3 separate regions of the Sus scrofa genome follow, and regions 1 and 2 are each linked to region 3. Evidence: chromatin contacts called from public HiChIP or PLAC-seq data. All regions are on one chromosome and are shown on one strand. Each heading gives the region's core, a stretch centred on a gene start, on an enhancer-like site or on the middle of the called end of the contact. The rest is flanking DNA. Distances are from core to core; before and after follow the strand shown.

Region 1 (4,716 bases), core at 2,108-4,607, 180 kb before region 3:
ACGCCAAATTAAGCAAAGTGTAAATAACAATACAATAATATTTGAAGTAAAAGCTAGTCATTGGAAAATATACCACTACCTTACCTGTTGAGATCATTAGGATATTCAGAATAGTTTTTTTAGAAAAACTATATCACATCCTAAAGATGACCCACATTCCACCTTTATCTCCACAAAGGTTTTTGTTTGTTTGTTTTTTAACACATCATGTGTATGTACATAGCCAAGTGTGAACTGAACTTTACGCAAGACCGAACATAGAGTTAGCCACGGTCAACTAGAAAGTTGTAATTTTTTCAAATAGCAAGGGTTCTTGCTTTATTTTCTAAATCAGTGATTCTTAGGCATGGCCGCACATTAGCATTACTTGGGGAGATTTTTTAAAAAATAGATGATGCTCTCCTTCATAGAGTCTGTTTGAGGTTGGTTTGAGAGCGAGGCCTTATATAAATATCTCAGTTGCCCACTGCCTTCATTTCCTCACCCATAAAGTGGGGATAAAAATATTTCCTGTGTCCAGGCATCATGATTAAATGAATAATGCATGTGGAGTTTCAGAAAAGGTCTGACTTGCAATAACTATTTAGTAAATGAAAGTCATTATGTTATTACAGTGAAACCATAATAGAGATTCATAGCTTACTGAGAATGAGACTAGAAAGTGGAATTGATACCAAACAAAGCATGGATAGAGGAAAATGTTAAGCCAGGCTCACACCTGCATGCAAGAGCTGATTGTGGATGTTTCTTCTCACCCCCACATTTAGTGAAATCACATTTGAAAGTCAGTCATGGTAAGTTTATTTATAGCACAGACATCACCACATGTTGATGTCAGGGGTTTTTGTTTTTTGGTTTTTTTTTTTTTTTTTTTTTGGTCCTCATTGGGTTTTGAATCTAGAATCACCAGAGTATGCCTGTACTCTCAATCATCAGTTCCAAATCTTGCAGCAACTTATTTACTCCTGCTCTCAAAAACTCAAGGATTGCTTTGTTTTTTTGTTTTGTTTGCTTTTTAGGGCTGCACCCACGGCATATGTAGGTTCCCAGGCTAGGGGTCCAGTCAGAGCTACAGCTGCCGGCCTACACCAGAGCCACAGCAATGCAGGATCCAAGCCACGTCTGCGACCTAAACCACAGCTCACGGCAACATCAGATCCTTGACCCACTGAGTGAGGCCAGGGATTGAATCCGCATCCTCATGGATACTAGTCAGATTCTTTTCCATTGTGCCGTGACAGGAACTCCACAAATTTAGGGATTTGAACTCATAGAAAAAGAGAGTAGAATGGTGGTTGCCAGAGGCTGAGGTGGGGGAAATGGGAGATGTTGGTTGTAGAGTATGAACTTTCAGTTATAGAAGGAATAAGGATTCTGAGGATTTGATTACATCAGGGTGACTATAGTTAATAATACTGTATTGTATACTTGAAATTTGCTGAGAGTAGATCTTAAGCGTTCTCATCAAGAAAAAAAAAAGTAAAAGAGAAAGTAACTATATGAGGTAATAGATGAGTTAATTAACTTGGTTGTGGGAATGATTTCATGATATATATGTGTGTCAAATTATCATGTTGTACACTTTAAATGTATTACAATTTTATTTCTAAATTATACCCCAATAAAGCTGGAAAAAACTAATTAAGAATTTGTGGGGATATAGCCAGGGATTAGATCTGAGCTGCAGTTGTGACCTATGCTGTAGCTACGGCAATGTGGGATCTTTAACCCATTGTCCTGGTCCGGGGATCAAACCTACGTCCTCCTGGCACTGCAGAGATGCTGCCAATCCCATTGAGCTACAGCGGGAACACTTAAATTCATGTACATTCTTAAAACACAAGGCCAAAATAATGATGATGATGATGATAAAATCCCCCTGAGGTCTACGTTCAGGTTAGTTTTGGAAATGCTCCAAGAGTGTGTTCATTCTCCTTTGCCTTTGTTGGGGACTCAGGTGGAAACAGATGGGAAGTACTGGAGAGTCTCCGCACCTCAGTTTTCCCATTGGTCAGAAGAGGATGGTTGTCAGAGTGATATGAGATAATGGATTTTAATGACACAATGATGGTAGTTAGTGCCTCAATTTTAAGGAATGTTTGTTGAATCAGTTTGTGACTTAGGACTTAGAGCTAAGTAGACCCCTGGCCCAGAATCTGAACTTCGACCTTGGACCTCAGTATCTCTAAGTGCTTCCTAAGGCCACGAGGGCTAGTAGACTCAACAGAGATAGAACTAGAATCCTACTGCCTGCTAATTTATTTTTGCTGAATTCTTCCGAAATTAGTATGTGTTAACTTTTACTTGACATGCTTTAGCAAAAAGACATAGTAAACATTTTCTAATAATGATTGAAACATTCTTCATGTATGGAGTTACATTGTTTTTTTTTAAAGCAGCTTGTATCATTCTGTATTATATTAAAATGTGCAACATTGTTATTCTGGATTATTTTCTATACTCTAATGTATAAAATTGTGCCTTAAGAAATTCAATGTGATACTTTTAATTTCTTAATTTAAAAAACCAGACTACAATTGTATTGTTTTAACAAGAGAATAAACATTTGTAATACTTATCTATATAGTTAAATTAGGCCAGAAATTGACATTTGTGCAATTTCTCCCCCTTGGAAGCAGCAGGTATATAAAATTATTATACATTGTGTTTACGCTGCATATACATAAAATTGACGAGAGACCTGAAAGTAAAGCAAGCTCTTTGGAACCTAGACTGGATTGCCAAGCTGAGTACCCCTGCAAAACAAACTCTCTTTGTCTGAACCTGTGAAAGGTACCAAAAGAGAGTGAGAACCAGTTTTACTTTTTTTTTTTAACTTTTTTTCTGTTTTTGTAGGAGAACCAGCAGTGGAAGAAAAGATCACTTCCTCTGTCGACCCTTTATGGGTTTCGGATTCTGTAAACTCTGCCATGTAACTTGATCCCAACGCTAATGAAATCCTGTTAGACTCTCCCTGCCCTCCTTCCCGCTTCCATCTTTCGGAGGGTCTCACCTTTTAAAACCTCGCTTTGGATTTGCAGACCTGTGTAATCCTCCTGCCATTGTTTGGCTTTTTACCCGGGCACTTTTCACCTACATCCTCTCTGCCCTCATTTGGCAGTCGGTTGGGCTTCTTCCTGCCTTGAATACCGCATTCCCGAGTTATTCAAGCTCAGTCATTAGCACCCTGTCCCCCTACGAAAATTATGAATGAAAAGCCTTGTTGTTCTTTACAAATAACTCAGGCTTCCTCAGTCAGTCAAATGCGAATGGAAGTGACTGCCGGACAAAGGGGCGGGATGATGGACAGTCCTCACAGCGAGTCATCAATGCGCACAGGAAGTTTTTCAAGCCACAGTCTAGGTGGAGAGGGCTGGGCGTTCCCGGAGGACGTGCCTACAGAAGGGGCGGCGGGGGGTGGGGTGCGTGCTCTTTGTGTGCGTTGGGATCTTACCGAAAAAACAAACGCGAGCACCAGAGAGAGCAATGCAGGCAGCCCCTCTTGCCCACGCCAGAACTTAAAACTCCGTCCGTGGAGACATCCACCTTGCAGGCACTCTGGTTGGCGCTGACACACACAGACAAAAGCGAAGGCACCGACCCTTTACTGGGTTTTGAATGCTGAACGGGGCCAAGAGTGGGTTACGGACTGGGAGCTGCAGGGCGTCCCGCTGGGAAGTTGCATTGTCCTGGGCCCCTTTTTCACAACAGGGGAAAAGGTAATTGACAGCCCGATTGTTTGGTCGGGACCCCTGCTGTTTTAAAATCCTGGAAGGCCCCAGTCACACGTTGTCAATAATAGCCGTTGGAGGTGCGGAGTGAAGGACTGTTCAGGAAACAGTTTGAGCCCTTCAAGTGGACAGGCCTCAGTGACTTTTCTTGCACTCTGGCTGCCACAAGCAGCTCATTCAAAAATAACCTTCAAGTAATAAATCAAACTTGTTTCCTGAACTATACAAGGAACAGCTGGTTATTTTTCCTCACTTTTTTTTTTTTTTTTTTCAAAGAAAGGGGGAAAAAAAAGAGAGGAGATTTTTTACTACAGGAAATCAAGCATGTCAAAATTTGGCAAAGCAATTTGGATGATTTAGCAGCTAAACACTTCTCTTTTTAATGTTATGCTTTCATCGGTCTTTTGATTTCAGCTTTTCATTTTTGCATTCTGTTTGCTGCAGTGACTGTCCCTTGTCTGTGCTCTCCTCCCCTTTGAAAGGAAAACGGGTTTAGTGGCGTGTCATTAGAAGAGCTTTGGTGTAATTTCTCATGTCTTGGTGCAGGGGCTCAGCTTATTACACAGCTAAAGTGTGTTCTCTTCCACAGAGAGAGTTTAGATTTAGACCTATAGCTCCATGTATCTGCTCCTCGTGAGAGCTATATATTTTGGCATTCTGATGACAAGGCAGTTTTTCTTCAGTCTGCTGATTTAGGAACCCCAAGCTAGTGCATGTGTCATAACTGAAGTAGTCTGGTATTTTAAAGAAGTTTATTTTGGGCTTTTGGGTTTTTTTTTAAATGCCTTTTTTTGCGCCTGTCTTTGTGTTCTCTTTGTGTGTGTCTTTTCCTCCTTGAATATTCTGGAAAAATCTGCCAACCTCTGATTGACCTTACCAATAATTAAAAATATAAGTATAAATAAATAACACAAAACAATTCCCTTCTATGATGATGGCTGTTGATTTTTATAGATGCTTGGTATTTCAAACAGAAATCCATTCT
Region 2 (4,638 bases), core at 1,547-4,046, 150 kb after region 3:
AATTATCATGAACATACAAATTAAAACTACCTCACATCTCTTAGATTGGATATCATCAAAAAGATAAGAGATGACAGGCACTGGTGAGGATGTAAGGAAAGAGTACCCTTGGGCTTTTTGGTGGAAATGTAAATTGGTATAATCACTACGGAAAACAGTATGGACTTTCCTCAAAAAATTAAAAATAGAACTACCATACGATTCAGCAATCTCACTTCTGGGTATAAAATCAAAAGAAGTGAAAACAAGATATTGAAGAGATATCTGCATCCCCATGTTTACTGCAGCATCATTTACAACAGACCAGCTAGGAAAACAACCTAAATGTCCATCAATGGATAAAAAGATAAAGATGATGTGGTATGTATATATAATGAATTATTATTCATCCATAAGAGAGAAAGAAACTGCCTTCTTTTTGACAATATGAATAGACCTTGAGGGCATTATGCTAAGTGAAATAAGTCAGAGAAAAACAAATACTAGGTGATATCACATGTATGTGGAATGTAAAAATGCCAAATTCATAGCAGAGTGTAGAAATGGATGGTAGGGGAAATGTAGAAATTTTGGTCAAAGGGTACAACTTCCAGTTATAAGACAAAAACATTCTGGAGACTTCATGCATAGCATGGTGATTATAGTTAACAGTACTGTATTGTATATCTGAACGTTTCTAAGAGAGTAGGTCTTAAATACTCTCACCACAAAAGAAGAAATGGTAATTACGAGATGTGATTGAAGTGAAGTGCTAATGTTATGTTGTAATCATATTGCAAATATACGTGTGCAGAATCAACACCTTGTACCCCTTATACTCAGTGTTATATGTCAATTATATTTTAATAAAACTGAAAAGATAAAAAAGAGAAGCAAAAAATAAATATGGAGTCTTCTTAGTCCTTCACTTAGAAGTCTCAAATGACTTCCCTTGCCTTTTAGAATAAATGTTGAAGTTTAACATGGCTTAGAAACTCTGGAAGGTTGTATTTCTGCATACTTCCTTTTAAACTACTCTCTACTAGTTCTTCAGTTCCCCACTCTTGTTCTTACACCAAGATACTTCTTTCTGCCTGTGTTCTTGGGCTTCCTCTGTATCCCTAGCATGCATTACTCTTCTTTCAGGTAACTTTCAATGACACCTTTTTACTAGCTCTTCAGAATAACTGTCTCATCGTTATATACAATTTTCATTGCAACTTGTGCACTCCCTTTTTGATATTGATACCACTTGGATTAGTGGCTCTGTGTGTGCCTTCATAGTGCACTTTAAGAATTCAGGAACCTCTTTTTTCTTCTCACAGCTATGTATCCAGATCTGTCACAGAGTAGGGATCAATGCGTATTGTTGCTGATTTAATATCTTTACTATTTCAGGTGTGGGTGACTTGGACTACAAAATGATTACTGAATAGAAATAAGGAACTCCAAGGAAGAGCCGTTTTCTCTGAAATAAGATAAAAACCATGTTTTTATGCTCAATTTTAATTTTGATAGGCCTTTTAGGTGTACATATTGAGAGACAATTAGAATTATGCAGCTAAAAAGCAAAAAAAAAAAGACAACAGGTTAATACCAAACTGACAATAGGTTACAGGGACTTTTATATTGGTAAGAGATAAAGCTCATTGCAGAGATACAAAATTTCTAAAGTGTGAGAATCCACTCTGAGAAACTATGGGAATTAATGAGGTTGCTCAGAGAAAAGACAGCAATAAAGCCAAGGACTTAACTTAAAAAATGGCTACATTTTGGTAAGAGAACGAATATTAATAGCAAGTAAAGAACATGGGAAAGAAGAAGAGATGAGGTTTATATAAAGTTGCAGAAATCAGAGAAGGATGTGGGTAAGTGACAGTAAGAGATACAAGAGCGTTTGAGACTGGAGACTGAAGAAATTGCACTGGGCGAGCATACATTCATTCAACAGTGCTTTTAAGGACAGTTTAAATAGGGGAAAAGTTATATTGAAGAGTTTTAAGAAGTATTTGGACAAGGTAGGTAGGGTAACAATTTTCTCAAGGATACTGGTCAAAAGTTAGGGCATGGGGTTTTAGCTTAAAACGAAGATAGTCTTTTATTTTTCTTTTAAAGAAAAAGAACTTGACCGATGAACTGGATTGAGTTAAAGAATTAAGAAAAAAGAGAGATAATTGAGCAACTAACTTAATAGGAAAGGCATGGAGACAATTATTTACCCTTTTCATCATCATCTTTATCCTCATTATCATCATAAATATTAGGATAGATAGGCTCAGAATGCAGGTTAAGAGTTTCGGCTTTTAAAATAATAATAATAGCTGCAATTTGTTAAATGTTTACTATCTGCCAAAAGTCTGTTAATCATCCTTTACCTCCTTATGAAGTAGAAATTATTATCTCCACTTTAGAGACGATGACATTGACAGTGTGAAACTGAAAAGTTTTTTTGTCAATGTCTTACCATGTCAACATAGAGTATCTAACTTGGTCTGTCTGACTTCAAACCCAAAGCACTCCACCAGAACATGATGCTTCCCTGCAAAGGACACTGTTCCTCAAGTCAGTGCAAAAGCAACGAGGGAGAGAGGTGCAGATTTTTTAAGTAGAAGAGGAGAGCAATGGTGTAAACTTAGGTTGGGATGGTTTCAATTTTCTCAGTAGGAGGTGAGGTTATGTGCAAAGAGGGAGGGAGGAGGGCTGGGATTAGGGACTTGAGCAGAGCGGAAATATTTGGAACAGCTGCGGTGAGGAATGCACCAGGGAGTCAACAAGTGGTAAATAAAAGAACTGCTGAGATACAACGAGAGCCCAGCTGGGGTCAGTTGACTCGGTCACTATTGTTTAGCGACTTGCTTTGGTCTATGAACATGGGAAGAGGCATTGGGCAATAGGGGTTACTGAAATGTGGGCATTGGTAAAGTGGAACTAACAGAAGAATAAAGAAGAGGCAGACTTAGGCAGGTTGTGAGTGCATTATGGACCTGATTAATTTTGTGGGTTTTGGCAGAGTGCAGAGGAAGGGTGTGGCTCACAGCCAAGAAGAGGAGTGAATAGATTAGCTGCTAGAGAGCATGATGAAGATGGAGACAGAAGACCAGATGACATGAAGTGGAAGGATAGAAGTCTGACTGTGGTTTAATGATAATAAAATAATGTTTTAAAAAATGACCGCTACCATTGCATGATTGCTCATCTTGGGCTAAAACAGATATCTGTTTCCATGTTGAATTCTCACACTAACACCATCCATCACTTGCATTATTTTCTCCACTTTATATATGAAGAAAAAGATAAATTAGGTAGCTTGGAGAGGATTTTAATCCTCCTGCTAATGGAAGAGAAGAGATTTGGGGACAGACTCTTGGGCAGCAGAGCCCATGACCTTTTCCAAGGTGCACACTGACTACCATGGGGGCTGCGGTGCCTTTTTGTAACCTATATATTTACTTGGTTTAATTTACTATGGCTCAATAATTTCAATTATTTGGGATCCATTACTAAAAACAGATACAGATTTGCTTATACGTAATTCTCATGAAATCATCCACGTGTACTACTTTATATATTTCATGTCCTATGAAAACGGGCTGGGGAAGGTACACACCTGTTAATTGTTACTAACACCCTTAGACATGTTTTATGGGTCAGGCTGCAGTGCTCTAGAAGAGTTTTAGCTCTTGCAGCTGGACGAAGCTGCACATTTTGAATGCCTGAAATTTGACCTAAATGGTGTTGACATTACAGTGACTGTGAGTGATGGAAAAGGAAACAAAAATCTTGGATTTTTTTCCTCTACGGAGACCTCTTCTCCACAAATTAATAACAACAACAGACTCAGAAAATATCTCTTGAACTAGAGACTGCAGCCAGCAGTACAGCTGCATATTTCCAAGAGGCCCACAGAGACCACTGCCTTTTCGTGTAAATCCTTCCAGTCGTAAAAGTCCCCTTGTTTTGTTAGTGTCTACTCTGCTTTTTATTTTATTTTCAAATTTAATTTCATTATTTTTTCTTTCATTTTATTTTGAAGTTTCAGTGTTAGTGGAAAACATCTCCAATACATGACATGGGTCACTTTAGAAACCTCAAGCTTATCACGCTGTGCCTTAAAATAAATAGAAAGTGGTAAATACAACTGAATGCAACGCATGTATATTGACAAGTCCTTTAATGAGTAAAGTATTGGGTTCCTAGAGAGATTTCAAGGTGATTGAAGTATGGTCTCCGTTCTCATAAATGATATGGTTTAGGAAGATGGATAGACACCAACCTCAAGGATTATGATGTGAATCATTAAATTATTTTGAAAAGCTTTTAAAAAGGTATTTTGGTAATACAGAACAAGACAATAAAACCACGGCTGGTGGATTTGAAAAATGACTGAAATATCACTGAATTCATTATTTTATTTATTTTGCCTTTTTGCTTTCCTTAGGGCCACTCCCTCAGCATATGGAGGTTCCCAGGCTAGGGGTCGAATCGGAGCTGTAGCTGCTGGCCTACGCCAGAGCCACAGCAACACGGGATCCGAGCCGTGTCTGCAACCTACACCACAGCCCACTGCAACGCCGGATCGTTAACCCATTGAGCAAGGCCAGGGGCCGAACCTGCAACTTCATGGTTCCTAGTCGGATTCATTAACCACTGCGCCATGAC
Region 3 (4,700 bases), core at 1,229-3,728:
CTGGTCACTTGAGATGGAGCATGATAATGGGAGAAAAAGGAATGTATACATGTATGTGTGACTGGGTCACCTTGCTGTGCAGCAGAAAATTGACAGAACACTGTAAATTAGCTATAATGGAAAAAAATAAATATCACTATAAAAAAACCCAAAACACATTTATATGATATAAAAATGATAAAGTAAATTGTACATTTAAAAAAACCCCACAAATATTGTAGTTGATACTTTGAAAGAAAAGCAATTGTCTCAAAAATTATTTGCTATTTTCTCCCAATTTAGTTAGGAAGGACCCAAGATTCTATAATATAGAATTTAAATTTCAGGCAAAGCAACTGGAGAAAATTCTGGGAGTTTTCATCTTGGAAGCTCGCTTTGCCTCCCTGGGCACTCCAGAGCTCTCATCAGGTTTATTGCTCTTGGTTTCGATGTGTGTTGAGCAGTTTTGGCCACCAGAGAGCTTTCTTATCAGGGGTCTAGCCTCTTCTGGTTAGAAGCCACAACATCTGCCGTTCTTCATTATTTCTGTCCTTTTCATATTAGCCTGATATGCTACCCAAATGGCCCAGCTATCATTCATTTTATGTACATTGTATTATTCACACAAAAATCATTTGTTGCCATTGGGAACAGCATAGATATTTGAAAGTATTTTTTTTTTCTGTTATCACTAATTACCTACATCCCCACTTTTAATATTATGTTAATTCAAAAGAGCCTATTAATGGGTTTACATTTTATATCTGCGAATATTTTTATGGAGTGTGAAGCAATGAGTATATTATTAAAAGCATCAAGAGGTAACTAAAGGAAATCTTATGTTAACAAGTTCTTTTCTAACTAAAAAAAAAAAAAAAAAAGAATATGTTTATTAGAGAAAATAAGCTCAAGAGTTTTCATCCTGTGACTTATATATGTCTTCAAGCTGCTTCTGACAGCATAATTTGGCAAAATTTCATTTTGGTTCAGAAGGAAGCATAATGCTCCTAAGTTTCCTATAGTGGCAAGTGGAAGGAAAAGTTAATGCAGCAACTGAGGGCAAGCACATAAAGTGATAACTGAAGATGGAGTCTCAGGATTCCATGAGATCTTAATCCACACTGTGATGATTTACTGTCCCTAATCCCAATGGGAAGAACTGAACTGAGACAGTTGATTGACAAATGAACCCTGTTTTTTGAAGAAGATACTATAGCAGACTAAAATAAAATGTGTTTATTGAACAAAGGCATGGGATTATACTTTGAGACTTTTAAGTCATCCTCAAATTCTGAATTATATTTTAAGTATCTACAAATTTGTGAGATATTGTAAATATTATAGTATAAATTTGGTATTTATGCTTATCGATGTAATAGCTTAGATTGCAAGTAGAGTGCAGGCACCTGGCACATGTTAAGGATTTTAGGCTGTTCCTATGAGAGCAAAGAGTGGCACATTGAAAATATCTGGCATTTATATGTAATAATGAAAAAAAAAACATTTTTTTTAAATGTCAAGAAAGTCAGTTTGTGGTTTCTGGATGGGCTGAGTTGATCACTGAAGTGTCTACATTTCATTACCACTTCTGATTCTAATTCCTTGGCATGCTTTGGTTTTAATTTAATTGCTAAAGAAATAAGGTCTACATATTTAATCTTTGTTCCATTTACCTATCACTTCAGAAATATTGTTTATTTCTTGTTATAGGACATACTGGATGACTCTGCATCCAAGATACAGGCTGTGATGTGGTTAGAGTTAGGGCTTGGCATCAGCTCCTCTCTGATGTGGCTGTGTTAAGTATATGCTAAAGATATATTGGAACTTTGTAGCAGTTTTAAAGAAAATTCAGAAATGTATAATATATACAAATACTAGTTTGTTTCTTCTTTCCTCCTTGTTCCTTTTGGAGAGTTACTGTAAAGTTTGGTTCTTTGGAGATATTTCTCCTTCCTGTCCTTTGATACTTAAACTATTTTATATAAATTTAGAGACAGTCACATTGGCTGTCTTCATTTCATTTCTTTGGACCCAATTTCCTCTTGATTGTAAATTTGTCATTGGGGAATCTTTTTCTTCCTTTAGGCCAAACAGCTGTTTTTAATTTTACTTTTCTTCTTGTTTTTTTTTTTTTTTTTTTTTTCCCCCACTAAGGAGGTCAAGTTCCTTTGGGGGAAAACTTCAGATCGTTATGTTCTTTTCTTTTCTATCAACATGTACAACAACAAAATACAAATTGCTTTTGGGCTGAGAGTTGCTGCGGTAGATTTAGTAGTGTTCATTTAAATATCTTTGCATTTCTAAATGTTAATACCACTTCTAACTCTCAGATAAAGCCCAGTTAGATGCTTATTATAGCTAATTTACTTTCATCTGTAAATATGAAAAATATATTTGTAGCCATGTGGTAGTGGGTTCCTGTAAAGAGTGACCTTTATTTAGCTTTCCTGTTTTGCATGTGTCCACACTCCATTTGTGAGTACCTAGGACTGCTTAGCACAAATCACGAATCCAAAGCTTATTTCATAATGGCCATGTTTTTGGAACTACTTGTTTCCTCAACACAGTATCTTTGAATTAAATGACTCATTGCACCTCTGTTCTTCTGAATGGATGGACTCTCTTAGGAAAAAGTTAGAGAACCATAATAGTGAGTAGTATTATGGATATGGCTATTCAAGTGCAAAGAAATGTTGGTAAAATTAAAAAAATAAATGTTCATTTACATTTAATTTGACAAAAGCATAATACCTGAAATAGAAAAAGTCTGCCATGTCTTTTTGAAAGTCAGACTGTCATCCAGGCCTACATGATCCTAATTCCTTCCTCTTTGTGAAAGCAAAATGGTCAAATAGAATATTCATTGAAAAGAAAATAAGCTCTTGGTTCTTGCTTTCCTTTCTCCCAAGAATTTGATATGTAGATTAATTCACATTTAACTGAGCTATGTGTTATAGAAATACAAATAGATTCAGTTGAACCTTGCATGGGGAAGCGCAGGTTAGCTTCCCACAGCCTTATAGTCATTTTCTGTATTTGAATTTGGGCAGAGAAATCCATGTGTGTGTTAGCTATGTGAAAGATCTTGCTTGCTTTTTGCTTATTCATTTATTTTTTTCTCTTTTTAAAGTTCCAGGGATTCAAATATTCACCACTTTCAAGGTTTGTAATTCAAGAATTGTGAGGAAATGTGGGTGAATGGGGACATAGGATTTATCATCTCCTTCTTGTCTCTGAGATATAGAAGAAGAGAGAACTTGCATTTATGATTAAAACCATGGAAATCACTAAATTGCCAGTCCTTTTGAGAATTTCAGTCAAATACAGAATATATAAGGTCAGGCTCAGGAAAAATACTTGAGGGCAACATGCTAGTTAGACATTGTATCTCTAGTGATAGTACCAAGCAGTACCATCGCCATAGGATGCCAGGAGAAATATTTATCAAGTTGGCAAATGACAGCTCAATAAATTGGACTAAGAGTTTTAGTGGCAGGAGCCATAACAAGAGATGATGTAGATACTATAGAAAACAGAGAGGGGCTCCACTTAATTAAAAAGTAAATTCAATCCTAGTGGCCAATGCTATTCCTGTATTTGTATTTTGCAAATTCAACAAACAAATGCACACATAAAAACTATAGAGAAGCAAGGCAGAAGAGAAATGGAATGCAATTCTCCATATTTACATCTTCTTTTCTCTCAAAAAATCATGAAAAAATATAAATCAATGGTTCACATCTACATTATGAAAGAGCCTATAAGGAACTGGGAAAACAAAACTAATAAAATAGGTTAAATAATAGATTTATCATTGTGGGGGCTTTGTAGGGGCTTATTTATCACCTCTCTGCCTATCCTTGACTTCTTAACTAACTGAGGTAGATGCAAGGGCCAACTGGACATTAACATATAACATCAAGCTATCTTTTAAAATGGTGATGGAAAGTACAGTGTTTATTTGCAGGGTGCCAAGCAAGGAGTTTGGGTGGCTCATGCTCAAAAAAACTAAACTCTTCAATGGCTTTTCCTCAAGCTATTTCTTGATTTGAGGAAACAGCTTAGTCTTCCTTGGGGTATTTTACAACTTCTCTAAATGAATTCACCTGCTCAGCTGTGGCTGAACAGCTGGAGACAGCAGACTTTCCCCCAAAGGGGCAGGGCTGGCCTTGGTGACATTACTAAGCCTTGGAAATAGAACAAATTTCATTCTGAGCAGATACCTACAAGAGAAGGAAAGCAGAAAGATATACGACCACAGGGGAGCAATGTCTTTCCATACATTACAAACACTCAGTAGAAAAAACAAAGGATGCCTGGCTCTCGTAAGTCTTTGTAGCTTCCCTTTCAATGAGGAGGAGTGAGAAATTGTATGCTATATTAAAATGTTTCACCATGATGAGAACAGTGCTGGTTGATGTTTCTTTGGTGGAAACATGCAGAAATATGATGACTGAAGCTGATATATTTTCCCCTGTCATCCTGAAGGAAGTCTTGAAGTTCAAGTACTCAAGCACAAAAAAGTAACATGTTAACTTACAAAGAAAGTGAAAATAAGGCTCATTTCAGATTTTGCAGAATTAGATACCAGAGGGCAATGAGCAATACGAAGTATAAAAGAAAAATATTGTGATTGGAGAATGTATCAATCTAAATAATCTCTCATGCCTGAAAGCAACCAAAAATATATTTTTAGATAGATAAAGACTCAAATAGCA

What was found. HiChIP or PLAC-seq counts read pairs in DNA pulled down with a chosen protein or histone mark.
Region 1: an H3K27ac HiChIP or PLAC-seq map of skeletal muscle shows a contact between it and region 3. The contact joins two enhancer-like sites. A contact is called at or near these places in 2 of 47 Hi-C or Micro-C datasets (heart right ventricle and mesenteric adipose tissue) and 1 of 2 datasets of contacts at active chromatin or transcription factors (skeletal muscle).
Region 2: an H3K27ac HiChIP or PLAC-seq map of skeletal muscle shows a contact between it and region 3, with 7 times the contacts expected there. The contact joins two enhancer-like sites. A contact is called at or near these places in 4 of 47 Hi-C or Micro-C datasets (epiblast stem cells, heart right ventricle, psoas muscle and 1 more) and 1 of 2 datasets of contacts at active chromatin or transcription factors (skeletal muscle).

What each region holds. Positions count from the first base shown.
Region 1 is chr11:52,170,349-52,175,064 of Sscrofa11.1, forward strand. No RefSeq gene overlaps it. Among named protein-coding and RNA genes, the nearest start is that of SPRY2, 14 kb to the left of the region's middle. Within about 2 kb of position 3,358, at least 67 of the 83 cell types and tissues checked have an H3K27ac peak or open chromatin away from gene starts, as enhancers often do. A contact at or near this core is called in mesenteric adipose tissue and skeletal muscle, where this site is marked.
Region 2 is chr11:52,502,330-52,506,967 of Sscrofa11.1, forward strand. The region is part of intron 2 of LOC110255835 (a long non-coding RNA gene); the gene reads right to left. Among named protein-coding and RNA genes, the nearest start is that of SPRY2, 350 kb to the left of the region's middle. Within about 2 kb of position 2,797, at least 11 of the 83 cell types and tissues checked have an H3K27ac peak or open chromatin away from gene starts, as enhancers often do. A contact at or near this core is called in skeletal muscle, where this site is marked.
Region 3 is chr11:52,350,048-52,354,747 of Sscrofa11.1, forward strand. No RefSeq gene overlaps it. Among named protein-coding and RNA genes, the nearest start is that of SPRY2, 190 kb to the left of the region's middle. Within about 2 kb of position 2,479, at least 5 of the 83 cell types and tissues checked have an H3K27ac peak or open chromatin away from gene starts, as enhancers often do. A contact at or near this core is called in mesenteric adipose tissue and skeletal muscle, where this site is marked.